Regions from separate parts of the Sus scrofa genome. Here all the other regions are linked to region 1. The links are chromatin contacts, called in public Hi-C maps. All regions are on one chromosome and are shown on one strand. The core of a region is the stretch at or near the end of the contact, and the rest is flanking DNA. Distances in the headings are between cores, read along the strand shown.

Region 1 (4,475 bases), core at 614-3,113:
GGTCTCGGTTGCCAAGAGGCTGAGGTACCCTGTGCAGGGAGGGAAGCTGTGAAGTCCTAGAAAAGTGGGTGAGGGTCTTAAATGCCTGGTGAAAGCTCCACATTTTCTCCTGAGGATGCTGGGAGGCCAGTGGGAGGCCTGTGAGCAGGGGAGGGACAGGGTCAGCCATGGGTCAGGTAGGGGGCAGACTGCAGGGAGAGAGTGGAGCCTGGAGTGATGGTGGCCTCGCTAGGCCCCTGAGGATGCATGAGGCAGGGGCTGAGCGCAGGACGGTCGGGGCGCATTCTTACGTGGGTATCAGAGGTACTGTATCTGCCACTGAGGTCTAGAGAGGTGTCTGGCTCAGGAAAGTCCCCAACTCCTGTCGAGAAAGGTGGTGAGTGGAGTAGGGGCTCTGGGGACACCCGAAATCCCATCCCTCCAAGCAAAGCCTCACTTCAGCACACCTGAGGTCACAAACTCATAGATCTTGTGTGGGTCGTGGGGGTCCTTGCTGTGGTCCTCTGCTAAACGCAATGCTTCTTTCCGGTTCAGGGCAGACCGGAAATTCCTCTTCCAGGTGGGCAGGTCGGGCTTATCCTTCCCAGGAGTGTAGGCACCACTGGCCTCGGCCCAGGCCTGGGGGGACCAGTGGTACCAAGATAGTGAAGAGGATGACTTAAATCTTGCCCCCAGGGGTCCTAACCTTGGCTCCTCTTGTCCTAACACCACCTTGCCCTCCCCTGGCAGGTTTTGTTTTTGTTTTTGTTTTTGAAACCATAGTTGATTTACAATATTGTGCCAATTCCCTTTGCACGTTCTAACTTAGTTCTCATCCCCAAGCTCTGGAATTCTCTGTGCCCCAAATCCCCCTTACCTCCACCCTTCAAAAACATTTGCTTTCTAAGCCAGCCTCCTGGTCCTAATGGGTGTCTAACTGCCAGTGCGCTGCCCCAGGACACTCTTCGTCATTAGGCTTAACACCACCGGCATATCCTACTTCCGTGGCAACCTCGGCTTCAGGGTCGAGTCTTGCCTCTAATATTCCAAGGTCCGCCCCCAGAATTCTACAACCAAAAGCCCCACCCCAGGGGGTTCCCTACCACCACCACTCCCCTCCCACCCCAGGATGCATTTCCTTCACTTGCCCGGTTCTATTCCTGGGACCTGGCGGCTCCAATCCTCACGGCTGTCAGACGCCCATCTGCGCGTCGTACTAACTTCGCCCCTCCCAGTTCTAACTCCATCCACCCCCACCTGCCAGAATAAGCGTGGGCCGCGCGGTCGAGCTGATCCCATCCCTCGGCCCCGTCCCCTTGGAGTCCCCGGGCCCGGCGCGCGCGCACCTGGAAGATGCCGAAGTCCTCCTGCTGGGCATCCTGCCGCAAGCCGTGCTTCCAAGGGATGCGGAAGCGCGTGTGGCCCTCATCCAGCCAGGCCACGCCCTCCAGTTGCCCCTGGTTCAGCTGAGATATCAGCCAGGGCAGGATCCGAGGCTTCTGAGTTCCCATGGGCCTGTGCGCCGGGGACAGTTCCTGGATATAGGCGGACTCCCAGGCCCACCCAGTTGGAAGGTTCCGAACCCAGACCTCCCTCTCAAGCGCCACGGCGCAGGGTCCTCACCTCTATTCTCCTGGGGTACAGACAGGAGACCTCCCATCCTCCAGAGAGGCTCCCTAATTCAGAGAGGAGTCCCTCCAAAACCCCTCTCCTTTCCCCAGCTTCTTTTATCTACATACCTCTACCTCCCTCAATTCTACCTTCCTCAATTCCGCCAGTGTAGACCTTCCCCACTCCACTGAAAGCCCTTCCCTCCCCCACATCACACAGTGCAGGTACTCTTATCTCCAGGGTAGACGCCTCCCTCCCGTTACTGCCGTGCACATGCTAGGGACTCGCAGACCTCTACCTCCCACACTCAACTCCAGTGTAGCTCCCCCCGCTCCCCAGAACCCCTCACTCATAGACCGACCAACCACAGTTCCTCCCAAACAGACGGCCTCCCTCCTCCGCGGCACGCCCCACTTCCCAGAGTGGATCGCTTCTCATTCACAGAGTCCTTCTCTCCCCTAGATACCCCAGTGTGGACACCTCCTCTTCTCTCCTACCAACTACTTTTCTAAGTTTTGTTTTACAGCCAGCCATTGCTTCACTTCCTTTCCTTCTCGCTTCACTTTCCCCAGCGTACACAAACCCCCTTCCCCACTGTCAAGGCAGACGCATCCTTCCTCCGTCCCATTCTTCACTACTGGACGCCACCAACTCCCCCGCTTTTCCGCGTTACCTAGGTAGTGGGTCGAGGCGCGTAGAGTGCCGGGAGGAGGTGCGCCGGGAACCCAGGAACCCAGAAACCCAGAAAACCCACTCCTGCGTTTGAAGCCCCGTAGCTCTCGAACTCGCCGCCGCACACCCCACTTCTCGTCAGCTGAGTTTTAGAGGTGGGACTTGTTTTCTGTTGATTTCTTGAAATAAAAACGACTTTAACGTCGTTAGGATTATCGACTCGACAGCCAGAGAGGCGGTACAGTGAGCCGGGAAAACTCCCCCGCCCATCATGCCCTTTTTAGGTCTTCCGACCACGGGCATGCTGGGAGCGTTCTATGCAAATTAGGCGGGCCTCATCGCCCCGCCCCTTCCACGTTTGGGCCGGCTCCTAGCCGGTACAGTCATTGCGCAGGCGCGGGAAAGTCGCCCTAAGGAAAGTTTATACAAGTTCAGTGGAGGAGGCGGCGGCGGCGGGGCCCGGGACCAGGTGAGCGGGAGGTGAGGGAGAGCTAGGTGAGCAGGGAAGAAAAGGGGGCCGGGATCTAGGAGCAGGTAGCCCAGTCACGCTTCCCCGACATCTGCGTGTCCCGGCTCCCCCAAATTCCAGCCCGAGTCAGAGTGGAACTACACCTCCCAGCAGGCTGCGCGGCGAACAAGTAACGGACGGAGGGGAATGTTTGCTACGAAGTCTGCTGGGAATCGTAGTTCCTGATCCTCTACGGACTTGAATAGCTTGGCATATACTTTCAGAATGGAGAAGTCAGAGCCCCAAGCCTCCTTCTCCTTCGGGGACTCAGGGATCTGAGGCCCCAGTCTCCTTCTCTCTTAGACTCAAGAGTTCAGACCCCCAGCCCCCTACTCCGAAAACCAAGAGTCCAGGCCCCCAGTCCCCTCCTCCCTTGGACCCCAAATCCAAATCCCCAGCTTTCTCCTCTCCCAGGATCAGGATGTCTTTGCCCTCATCCCTCTCCTCCTTCTGAGAACTCAAGTGTCTGGGCCCCCAGACCCCAACTTCTGTAAGGAACCTGGGAATCCAGACTCTCAGCCCCTTCCTCCCTTGGGCACGCATGAATCCTGACGGCACCACACTTCTCATTCCGGGACTAGCAATTTGGGCCCCCAGCCGGCAGTTCTTGCTGAACCCTGGAGTCCATCCCCAGCTCCTTCTCTTATAGGTGCCTCCATGGCAGGCTCTGAAGAGCTGGCGCTCCGGGAGGACACTCTGAAGGTCCTAGCTGCCTTCCTTAGGCGGGATGAGGCTGCCGGCTCGCCCATTCTGTCCCCACCCAGGTAAGAGGTGTTGCCCTCCTCCCTGAGGAAACTGCATTGGGGGTGGGCTCCTCTCGAACTCTGGTCCCCGGACTCAGTCTTTCTCTCCCCGCCTCCCCTCCCTTTATATCTGGCTCTCCTCCTTGTCCTGCGGGTTGCAGGGAAATGCCCTCAGTGAGAGGACAAAAGGACTGCTTGCCGAGGGCCTTGAGTCACACTCCGCGGTCCCTTTCCCCAGGAGCCCTGCCCAGGAGGAGCAGACAGATTTCCTGAGCCGCCTTCGAAGATGTCTTCCCTGCTCCCTGGGGCGAGGAGCAGTTCCCCCTGAGTCCCCTCGGCCTTGCTCCCTGCCCCTCCGGCCCTGCTATGGTTCAGAGCCTGGTAAGCTCTCCCTCAGTCACCCAAGAACTGACAGGACCAGGAACTTTGATTCTTAAAGCATAGAGAGGGTGAGGAACTAGTTTAAGATCACTCAGCCCAGGAGTGACCTAGTGGTTAACCAACCAGACTAGGATCCATGAGGATGCGGGTTTGATCCCTGGCCTCACTCAGTGGTTTAAGAATCCCGCATTGTCGTGAGCTGTGGTGTAGGTCGCAAATGCGGCTTGGAATACGCCAGCAGTTATAGCTCCGATTCGACCCCTAGCCCGGGACCCTCCATATGCTGTGGGTGCGGCCCCAAAAAGAAAAAAAATCAGCCAGGGAGTCCTACTGTGGTGCAGTGGGTTAAGGATCTGGCATTGTCTCTAGGGCGACGTGGTTCAATCCCCAGCCTGGCACAGTGGGTTCGGGATCCTGCATTGCCACAGCTGTGGTTTGGATTTGATCCCTGGCTCGGGAACTTCAATGTGCTGTGGGTGTGCCCCTCCCCCCCCAAATCACTCAGCTAAGGGGGTAGCTTTGGGGGATCTCCAGCACCTACCCTCACCCCCGACCCCCAATTAGATTGCTCTCTGTCACTT
Region 2 (4,475 bases), core at 794-3,293, 500 kb before region 1:
CCCCAGAGCTGCCCCAGCTGGATTCACAGCACCTGTGATCTCTCTGGGACCCCAGCACTCTGTGTTCCTTCCAAGGCTGATGGGTTCGAGGTGTCACAATCAACCTCCTCTGGGGCTTGGCGACATGTGTGACCTCCTGGGGGAGGGGGAACAGGATGGCTTTTCCAGGCGTCGTCTCTGCTGCCTCTGCTTCTGCAGCCTTCCAGTCTGTGGTCCCTTCATTTTCTGTCCCCCACCAAGGGACCCACCCTCTTGCGTCCAGTCGAGCACTCATTGGCTCAGTCTAACTTAGGGAAGCGCCCCCTGCCCAAGAGGCTCTGCTCCACACCTGCCTTTCTCCGTGGTTTGGCCTCACCGCCCAGGTTGTTGCCACCATAGCATCCCGTGTCCTCACAGCTGCTGGAGTCCTGCTGGCTGCTCAGTTCTCTTGGTTGACAGGGCTTGGGTGGTCCCTCATGATGTTTCTCAACCTTTTGTGGGACCAGCAACGCCTCAAAGACAGCATCTTCCCCCAGGCTGGGTGTGAGGACCAGAAGAGCCCTTAGCAGCGCTGCCCAGCTCTGATCCCAGGAGCGCCAGCTCTCCCTGACCCTGCCTTCCAGCCACCTCTGCCTCCTCCCTGACGACTTGACCCCTAGCCCTTTCCCCCACAGCCCCAGAGGGGGCCCGGAGCTGACCTCGCCCCAGGATGGCTTCCAGCCCCTCAGCCTCATGTGGGAGGCCCTGCCTACCTTTCTGGCCTTATCTCATGTGACTCCCTGTCCTGCTCTGTACTCTGGTTCCATCCAAATACACTTTCTGGAACAAATCAATGCCTCCGTTTCTTTGTAAATACTGTTCCTTCCAAAACTCCATCTGTGCTTCATCTTCATTCTCCATTTTTGGGGGGGTTGTGCCGCGGCCAGGGATCGAACTTGGCACACACAGCAGTAACCCAAGTCACAGCAGTGAAAACACCAGATCCTTAACTGCTAGGCCACCCAGGAACTCTGTCCTCATTCTTTAAGATAGATTCAGGAGTTGCCGTTGTGGTGCAGCAGGTTAACGTTCTTGTCACCGAAGCAGCTCCTGTTGCTGCCATGACATGGGTTCCATCTCTTGTCTGGAACTTCCACATGCCATGGGCATGACAGCAAAGAAAAAAAAAGGAACTTCATGGTTCCCAGTCGGATCGGTTAACCACTGAGCCACAACGGGAACTCAGAAAAGTAACATTTTTTTAAAAAGGAGTTGCTGTCATAGCTCAATGGAAACAAATCCGACTAGGAACCATGAGGATGCAGGTTCGATCCTTGGCCTGGCTCAGTGGGTTAAGGATCCAGCGTTGCCGTGAGCTGTGCTGTAGGTCGCAGACGCAGCTCAGATCTGGCGTTGCTTTGCCTGTGGTGTAGGCCCGCGGCTGCAGCTCCGATTCGACTCCTAGCCTTGGAATCTCCTTATGCCGCGGGTGCGGCCCTTAAAAGCAAAGGTAAAAAATAAAGTAAGAAATTGGGGATGAGGAAAGTAAAGCTCGGAGCTGGGAGCCTCGGTTGCCTGGGTTACCACAGGAGTCGTATAAATATTAAGTAATAAATATCAGTAAAAATGTTATCTTTGCTATTACTATCCCCTCTCCTTCTCCCCCTCCTCTCCCTCTTCCTCTCTAGCCCGGCAGTTCCCCGTTCCCGGGCGAAGGAGTTTGCGCGGAAACACGATGTTCTGAGCAAACGAGTCGGCGGAGCGATGAAAGGCGACAGGGCTCTTGGATCGAAGTTGGCAAGAACAGAAAGCCCCCTCCCTTTCTGTCACAGAGCGAAGAACGAAGTGTTTCTAGCCCACCCCCCATTGGGCGGAGCCAACAGTAGCTCTTCCAATGGGGACGCGAGAATTATATAACCTCCTGCCTGGCTCTGGGAATGAAGGCGGGCACCGGCCCAGTGGCCAATGAGGAGTAACGTAAGGGCGATGGGGCGGAGAAAAGGGCCACCCCTCAGAGCAAGGGGCCTCCGGTCTTTGACTTGCTCCGGGAGAAAGTGGGGACCTTTGAGACTCGGGGTTGGGGCGATGGCGCTTCGCTGGGGCATCGTGTCAGCCGGCCTTATCTCCAGCGACTTCACGACGGTGCTGCGGCTGCTGCCTCGCTCTGAGCACCAGGTCCGCCCTCCCTCCGGAGGCCCGTAGAAGAGCAGGGGAGGGGTGGGCGCAGAGGGGGACTCCCGGGTCTGAGGGAGGAGGGAGCTGGGGTTCTGTACTTCTGAATCTCCAAGGCGGTGAAACAACCTAAAATTCCCTGGGAGTTCCCGTCGTGGCGCAGTGGTTAATGAATCCGACAAGGAACCATGAGGTTGAGGGTTCGGTCCCTGCCCTTGCTCAGTGGGTTAAGGATCCGGCGTTGCCGTGAGCTGTGGTGTAGGTTGCAGACGCGGCTCGGATCCCGCGTTGCTGTGGCTCTGGCGTAGGCCAGTGGCTACAGCTCCGATTCGACCCCTAGCCTGGGAACCTCCATATGCCGCGGGAGCGGCCCAAAGAAATAACAAAAAGACCAAAAAAAAAAAAAAAATTCCTTGCACCCCCGTCTCGGAGGGCTGTAATTTCTCCCCGTATCGAGGCCGTCTCCATCACCTCTTTCCTCCCCGCCCCCATACATCTGTCTTTCACACCCATCCCAGCCCCTCAAGTCTGACCGTGGCGCCCCTCCAGGTGGTGGCGGTAGCGGCCCGGGATCTGAGCCGGGCAAAGGAGTTTGCGCGGAAACACGACATCCCCAAGGCCTATGGCTCCTATGAGGAACTGGCCAAGGACCCGAACGTGGGTAAGTTGCCAGGGCTCCCGGGCACCACTGGCACGCTGCCTCTAGGCTGCTGCGTGGGAGATGCAAAACTGGCGGGTTGAGCCCTTCTCTCAGAGATTCTGGAAGAACTTTGAACTGGGCGCCGGAGTGATAGGAATCAGTTTTGTCTGATATTAAGCGTCTAACGTGAAATTGCCGTTAGGAGGATCTACCTCCGCGGTAAAGGCAAAGCTTGAATTTCTCGGGAAGTCCTTCAGGGTTTAAATATGACCTTAGACTCTGGTTCTGCGTTATCAGAGTAGCCTGGATGGGGCGGAGCAGTCTCTAGAGTCAGGGGACTTGAGTTGGCATTTTTCTCCTCTCCTCGCTCTTCTCAATTGCCTCACTTGAAAGACGGGCAAAATAATCGTCTCTACTTCTTGGTGGTGGTGTGAGAATTAAATGATTTAATACGTTAATTCTAGAAGGCTGGAAATAATCTGAGGAAAACAGAATGACGGTAGAGGATGATTAGTTAGTTTCTACGAATTAGGGAGGCTAGTGTTTGGTCACCGCTGTAGGACGTCCGCCAAGCTTGGAGGGAAACCGATTCCTGGGATGCTGGGGGCGGGGCTTTTAGTGGTGGGCGATCCCTGAAGGCTCGGTGGGCGGGGCTGCCGATCTCCTGACCTCTTTTCTCCCGCCCTAGAGGTGGCCTATATTGGCACCCAGCACCCCCAGCACAAGGCCACGGTGTTGCTTTGCCTGGCAGCTGGCAAGGCCGTGCTGTGCGAGAAGCCCATGGGCGTGAACGCCGCGGAAGTGCGTGAAATGGTTGCCGAGGCCCGATCCCGAGGCCTCTTCCTAATGGAGGTGAGGGTGCAGGGGCCCTTCCAACACCCATCGTGGCGCTACTTGCTATTACCCAACCTGGCTGCAGGTCACTGGTGGTCATTTGCGGGGGAGCACAAGCATGGGTTTGCCAAGAGTTAAGATGGCTACAAATTGAACCAAGGTCCTTGGGTTTGTCAGGATGTAGTTGGGCTACTCCTTGGAATCTGCTCGCAATATTTCCCATGGGTAGAAGCCACTGCTTTTGGCTCTTAGCAAACATGGCCGCCTGAAGGATCCTTTGTCACCCTTTCAGAAAAAGATGCCAATAGTGAAAGTGGCAAAAAATGGCGGTGAGCTTAGTTTGGATGGATTTCTAGGGATAGAGGTCAGAATCCCCTACCAATAACTCTCAATGTCAAAGTGCCCTTTTTTTTTGGCCTTTGAGACTTGTCTACTTATGGGGGCCTTTGACATCTTGCAGATTGCCAATAATTAAAATGGCCACCGGAAAAAAAGGCAGTGAGTTCCCTGGTGGCTCAGTGGGTTAAGGATCCTGCATTGTCACAACTGTGATTCTGGTCACTGCTGTGGCATGGGTTTGATCCCTGGCCCAGGGGACTTCCACAAGCCGAGGACCCTGCCCAAAAATAAAAAGGAAAAATGATAAATTAAATTAAATGGCCACCAAACAGCATTGAATAATGCCAGCAGTTAAAATGGCTACCAGATGAGCTCTGGAAGCTATTTTCTTTCTTTTCTTTATTTACTTGGGTTCTTAACCTACTGAGCCAACAGGAACTCCCTGGAAGCTATTTTTCATGTTAGAGTATATTGGTTCTAACATACTTTGCCGTAGGTTCTGCCAGTAGTCACAATAGCTGCCCCTTGGGAG
Region 3 (4,475 bases), core at 874-3,373, 480 kb before region 1:
CCCTGTCTCCCTGGGTCCCCAGCCCTTGTGATCTCCCCTCAACTGTCATCCTTCTCTCGGTCATCTCTGTCTCACCCCCCACCCCCGCCTATTCTGCCACACTCTCCCTATTGCCTGTCCACCAGCGGGGCCGCCCAAGGCTAAAGGTCTTTGGGCGGAGGGATGAAATTTGGTGAATGAGTAACCCAGGCCCCATTGTGACTGTGTGCCTGGGGCCACTGCCCCACCCCTAGGGCCACCCAGTCTGGGGAGAGGTGTCTGATAAGACGGCAAGGGGAGACAGAGTCATCGGCCCAGAGGGGACATTATGGCCACAGGTGGGAGCCCAGGGAGACCATCACGGGCACTAAAAAGACAGTAAGACTCGGAGACAAAAGCACAGGCCATACAGTGCCTTGGGGGAGGGGGCCAGACTTGGGGCCCAGCCAGGCCTAGCTCCCAGGGCCCTGGCCCAGGCTGCAGCCACCCCCGTGGAGATGAGGTCAGCGAGCCGGTCCCACCCCGCTCCTCTGCCGGCGCCCCTTCCTGCGCTGAGTTCAGCATGACTCAGCATGGCTGCTCTCCTGGCCACTGGCCCAGGCACCCCTGGAGGACCCCAGATACCAGCCTGGCTGGAGCCCCCTTGATCAGGGGGTGCCCTGCCTGGGCTGCTTGGAAAGGCTTCTCCGCGAGGCAGGCCCAGACCTCCCCCACCCGACGACCCCCAGCAGTTCCAGCTCCCCTGTCCCAGCCTCCAGCTGCCTGCATTAAGGGCGCCTAAATAGGGTCAAGTTCCTGTCTTTGTTTCTCCTTTCTCCCAACAACAAGGAGCTCCTTGAAGGCAAGAATCTTGGTATGAGCTGGCACTGCCACCCAGGCACCAACCTGGACCAGACACAATTTTAAAATGTCCCTTAGTTAAAGACAGACATCCCAGCCACCAGTCCTCAGCACCTGTCTCTGATCTTTTTGTTTGTTTCTTAGGGCTGGCACCTGTGGCATATGGAAGTTCCCAGGCTAGGATGTGAATCAGCTACAGCTGTGATCCGAGCTGGGTCTGCGACCTACACCACAGCTCAGGGCAACGCCAGATCCTTAACCCACTGAGCGAGACCAGGGACCGAACCTGAAACCTCATGATTCCTAGTTGGATAGTTTCTGCTGCGCCATGATGGGAACTCCCCCACCTCTGTGATCTTGAAGGAGCATGTGTCAGGCAAGACAGAGGCAGCTTCAGAGAGATTGCTTTGGAGCCAGGATATGCAACCTCAGAGAAACCTCCAAAGTTCCAATGTCCTTTCACCCCTTTCCATCTCAGCTCCCACAAAAACAGTGGGCTTTCAAAAAACCCCACAGGATTCCAAGTGGCCCAATCTTTTGAGGGCTCCCAAAGGGCTCTCCAAGAGCCCCCACCTCTTTAAGAAGATCCCACTAGGCTTCCAGAAACATCCCTCTCCCTTATTCCCAGGCTGAATCCCAGGGCTCTCCAACTGTCTCTTTTAATCTTGCAGATCACCTCAAGGGCCCAAGACTTCCCCCTGGAAGTTTCCATAAAAATAGGGACTTCCATGGTCTTCCGAATTCACTTTTGAGTGAACCCCAAGTCTCCAGGTGCCCCAGCCAACCCATTTCACAGAGAGCACCCTAAGTATCTAGAAATATCTCACAGCCTTCCAAACTTCCCAATGATCGAGGGCCCCCCCCAACCCGACCCCTTATCTCCCAGGGCAACCCCACTCCTCTGGACGTTTCTGCACCTCTGAGGAACCCCCAGGGCTCCAGAAAAGTCCTCGCTCTGACACAACCCCCGCATCCAACCTACTTTCCTGAGACATCCTCAGGAACCAAGAATCATTATTTTCCAGGGCTCCCAGTGCTCTCACTAATCTTTCACTACCAGGAAGTACCCCTAGAATTCTCTCACTTCCCAGATTTAGTCCCAGAACCCTTGCTCCCCATGAAACCCCCCATCCCGCGATTTCTCCTTTCACAACAACCTCGCGCTCAGAGCGCGTGACTTCCCTACCTCCGGGCGGGAGGCTGGGGCTCCTATCTGCTCCTGATTGGTCACGAGCGAGCTCCAAGTCCAGCCTCCCGCCCCCGCAGATTGGCTGACTCCTCTCCCCGACCGCCCCACTGCTCAGGTTCCCCGCGCGCTATAAAAGGAGCCGCCCTGGCCACAAACTCGCAGTGTGCTCGGCGGTCCCCCGGATCTGTCTCTTGCTTCAACAGTGTTTGGACGGAACAGACCCAGGGACGCCCCTTGCTCCAGCCTCCGACTACCCTCCAACCTTTTTTCCAGTCGCAACCTTCGGACTCCGCCTCTCAGCTATCTTCAGTCTCCGGGACCAGCCAACACCATTTTTTGAGCTTAGCTCCTTATTGCCGACCAGCCATGAGCTCCCAGGTTCGTCAGAATTATTCCACCGAGGTGGAGGCCTTCGTCAACCGCCTGATCAACATGCATCTGCAGGCCTCCTACACCTACCTCTCTCTGGTAAGGGTCCCCAAGATGCCCCCGGCCCAAGTTTCCCTTAGCTGCGCACCTCTGACCCTCTGCGCACGCGCTGGCCTTCTTTGTCCCACTGTGTAGTTGGAAGGCGGAGTCCGCAAGCCCGGCCTCGCCTCCGGCTAACCATTGTTCACGCCTTCTCTTCCCGCAGGGCTTCTATTTCAACCGCGACGATGTGGCTCTGGAGGGCGTGAGTCATTTTTTTCGCGAATTGGCCGAGGAGAAGCGCGAGGGTTCGGAGCGTCTCTTGAAAATGCAAAACCAGCGCGGTGGCCGCGCCCTCTTCCAGGACGTGCAGGTAAACAGTGTGAGCAGCGGACTACGATTCCCAGCGGCCCCTGCGCTTGAAGCCCTTTGACCAGGGCTGTTCAGGCACGGCGTAGGCTTCTGGGAGATGGAGTTCAGTTTTGTGTGGGTGGTTGTATTACAGCTGGAAACGGAGGCGGGTTCAGTTCCCCCACGAAGTGGCGGTCCAGACCGCAGCGTGTGGTATCCTGGAGCGTAAGGTTGTGAGACACTGAGGGTGATCGATTTAAGCTCTTAGACGTTTTTTCGGCTTAAGCCCTAACTCCCGTCACTACTGGGAAATTAGTTTTTAGTCCTTTCCAGCGTGTGCGTGGTTAGTACTGAGCGGTCTCTGCCTTCCGTATAGAAACCATCTCAAGATGAGTGGGGTAAAACCCAGGACGCTATGGAAGCCGCCCTTCACTTGGAGAAGGGACTGAACCAGGCTCTTGTGGATCTGCATGCGCTGGGTTCTGCCCGCGCAGACCCCCACGTGAGTATCTCCATTTTCTCCCTATCCATCCCAAGACCTTTCCTGGCAGGAAGCCTGCATCTTGAGTTAATAGTTAACCTTGGCCACGTTTGATTGGGCTCATTGCCTTCTGAGCCTCCCTCCCCCATCCATCACATTGTTAGATTTACAAATGGTAACATTTTCTCTTCTATCACTCAGCTCTGTGACTTCCTGGAGAACCACTTCCTGGATGAGGAGGTGAAGCTCATCAAGAAGATGGGCGACCACCTGACCAACCTGCGCAGGCTCTCTGGTCCCAGGCTGGGCTGGGCGAGTACCTCTTCGAAAGGCTCACACTCAAGCACGACTAGGAATCTCTGGAGCCCAGGGGCCTTGGAGGCGCTCCTCTGGTGCCTGGGCTTCTGCCGGAAGCCCCTTTCTGCAGCCACGAGGCACCATTCTTAACCACCCTGGAGCCCTCTCCCAAGTCTTGGACCAAATGGAAACAATAAAAGCTTTTTGCAGCAGATCGTTTTGGTTTTGTATGTGTAATGGGGGAAATAAGAGGTGGGATCTACTGTCACAAAGCTTCTGGCCCGAGAGAGAAGGTGCTGTGTCTTTTAAGGCAAGATGGCAGTAGCAGATTCTCGCTTTGGGGGGCTGTCATCTTACTCCAACTAGATAGTAGAGCCCAGATTCCAGGGAGGGTCTACTTAGACCTGGGCTTGGTAGATAACAGTAGCTGGAAACTGGTTCAGATGAGTGATTATGTTGCCAGGCACTGCCACCCTCTGAAAGTACTGACTCAATCTTGAGAGGTTAAGGAGGACTGAGCTTCTTTATTAAATGGGTGAATTGAGACAATTAACTAAATCGGCCATGGCAACCAGGGAGCACACCCAGGTCTGGCCTAAGGCTGCTTGGAGATCCTTATTATATGGGTGAGTGGAGGCAATTGTTTTTTTTGTCTTGCCTTTTCTAGGGCCACACCCGCAGCATATGGAGGTGTCCAGGCTAGGGGTCTGATCGGAGCTGTAGCAGCCGGCCTACACCACAGCCACAGCAACTAGGGATCCAAGCCACATTTGCGACCCACACCACAGCTCATGGCAACGCTGGATCCTTAACCCACTGAGTAAGGCTGGGGATGGAACCCAGGGATCGAAGCCACAACCTCATGGTTCCTAGTCAGATTCGTTAACCACTGAGCCACGATGGGAACTCCTAGGCAATTACTCTAAATTG

What was found. A called contact is a pair of places that touch in the nucleus more often than the background predicts.
Region 2: a contact with region 1 is called in a Hi-C map of heart right ventricle, with 2.5 times the contacts expected there. The contact joins the promoter of DHDH here to the promoter of BCL2L12 in region 1. A contact is called at or near these places in 1 of 47 Hi-C or Micro-C datasets (heart right ventricle) and 1 of 2 datasets of contacts at active chromatin or transcription factors (alveolar macrophages).
Region 3: a contact with region 1 is called in a Hi-C map of heart right ventricle, with 2.1 times the contacts expected there. The contact joins the promoter of FTL here to the promoter of BCL2L12 in region 1. A contact is called at or near these places in 2 of 47 Hi-C or Micro-C datasets (heart right ventricle and mesenteric adipose tissue) and 1 of 2 datasets of contacts at active chromatin or transcription factors (alveolar macrophages).

Annotation. Positions count from the first base shown.
Region 1 is chr6:54,704,590-54,709,064 of Sscrofa11.1, forward strand. BCL2L12 (bcl-2-like protein 12) reads left to right here and starts at 1,864. Exons shown (of 10, transcript XM_013998657.2): 1 at 1,864-1,993; 2 at 2,268-2,302; 3 at 2,490-2,678; 4 at 2,680-2,731; 5 at 3,420-3,534; 6 at 3,752-3,894. The coding sequence starts at 1,864. IRF3 (interferon regulatory factor 3) reads right to left here and starts at 1,490. Exons shown (of 8, transcript NM_213770.1): 1 at 1,326-1,490; 2 at 447-618; 3 at 291-361. The coding sequence starts at 1,490.
Region 2 is chr6:54,208,650-54,213,124 of Sscrofa11.1, forward strand. DHDH (dihydrodiol dehydrogenase) reads left to right here and starts at 2,044. Exons shown (of 7, transcript NM_214166.1): 1 at 2,044-2,133; 2 at 2,680-2,791; 3 at 3,459-3,622. The coding sequence starts at 2,044. It overlaps NUCB1 (nucleobindin 1), which reads left to right. Exons shown (of 13, transcript NM_001244488.1): 13 at 1-808. The coding sequence ends at 38.
Region 3 is chr6:54,228,998-54,233,472 of Sscrofa11.1, forward strand. It overlaps FTL (ferritin light chain), which reads left to right and starts at 2,124. Exons shown (of 5, transcript NM_001244131.1): 1 at 2,124-2,476; 2 at 2,643-2,789; 3 at 3,144-3,269; 4 at 3,450-3,546; 5 at 3,549-3,759. The coding sequence starts at 2,375. The coding sequence ends at 3,601.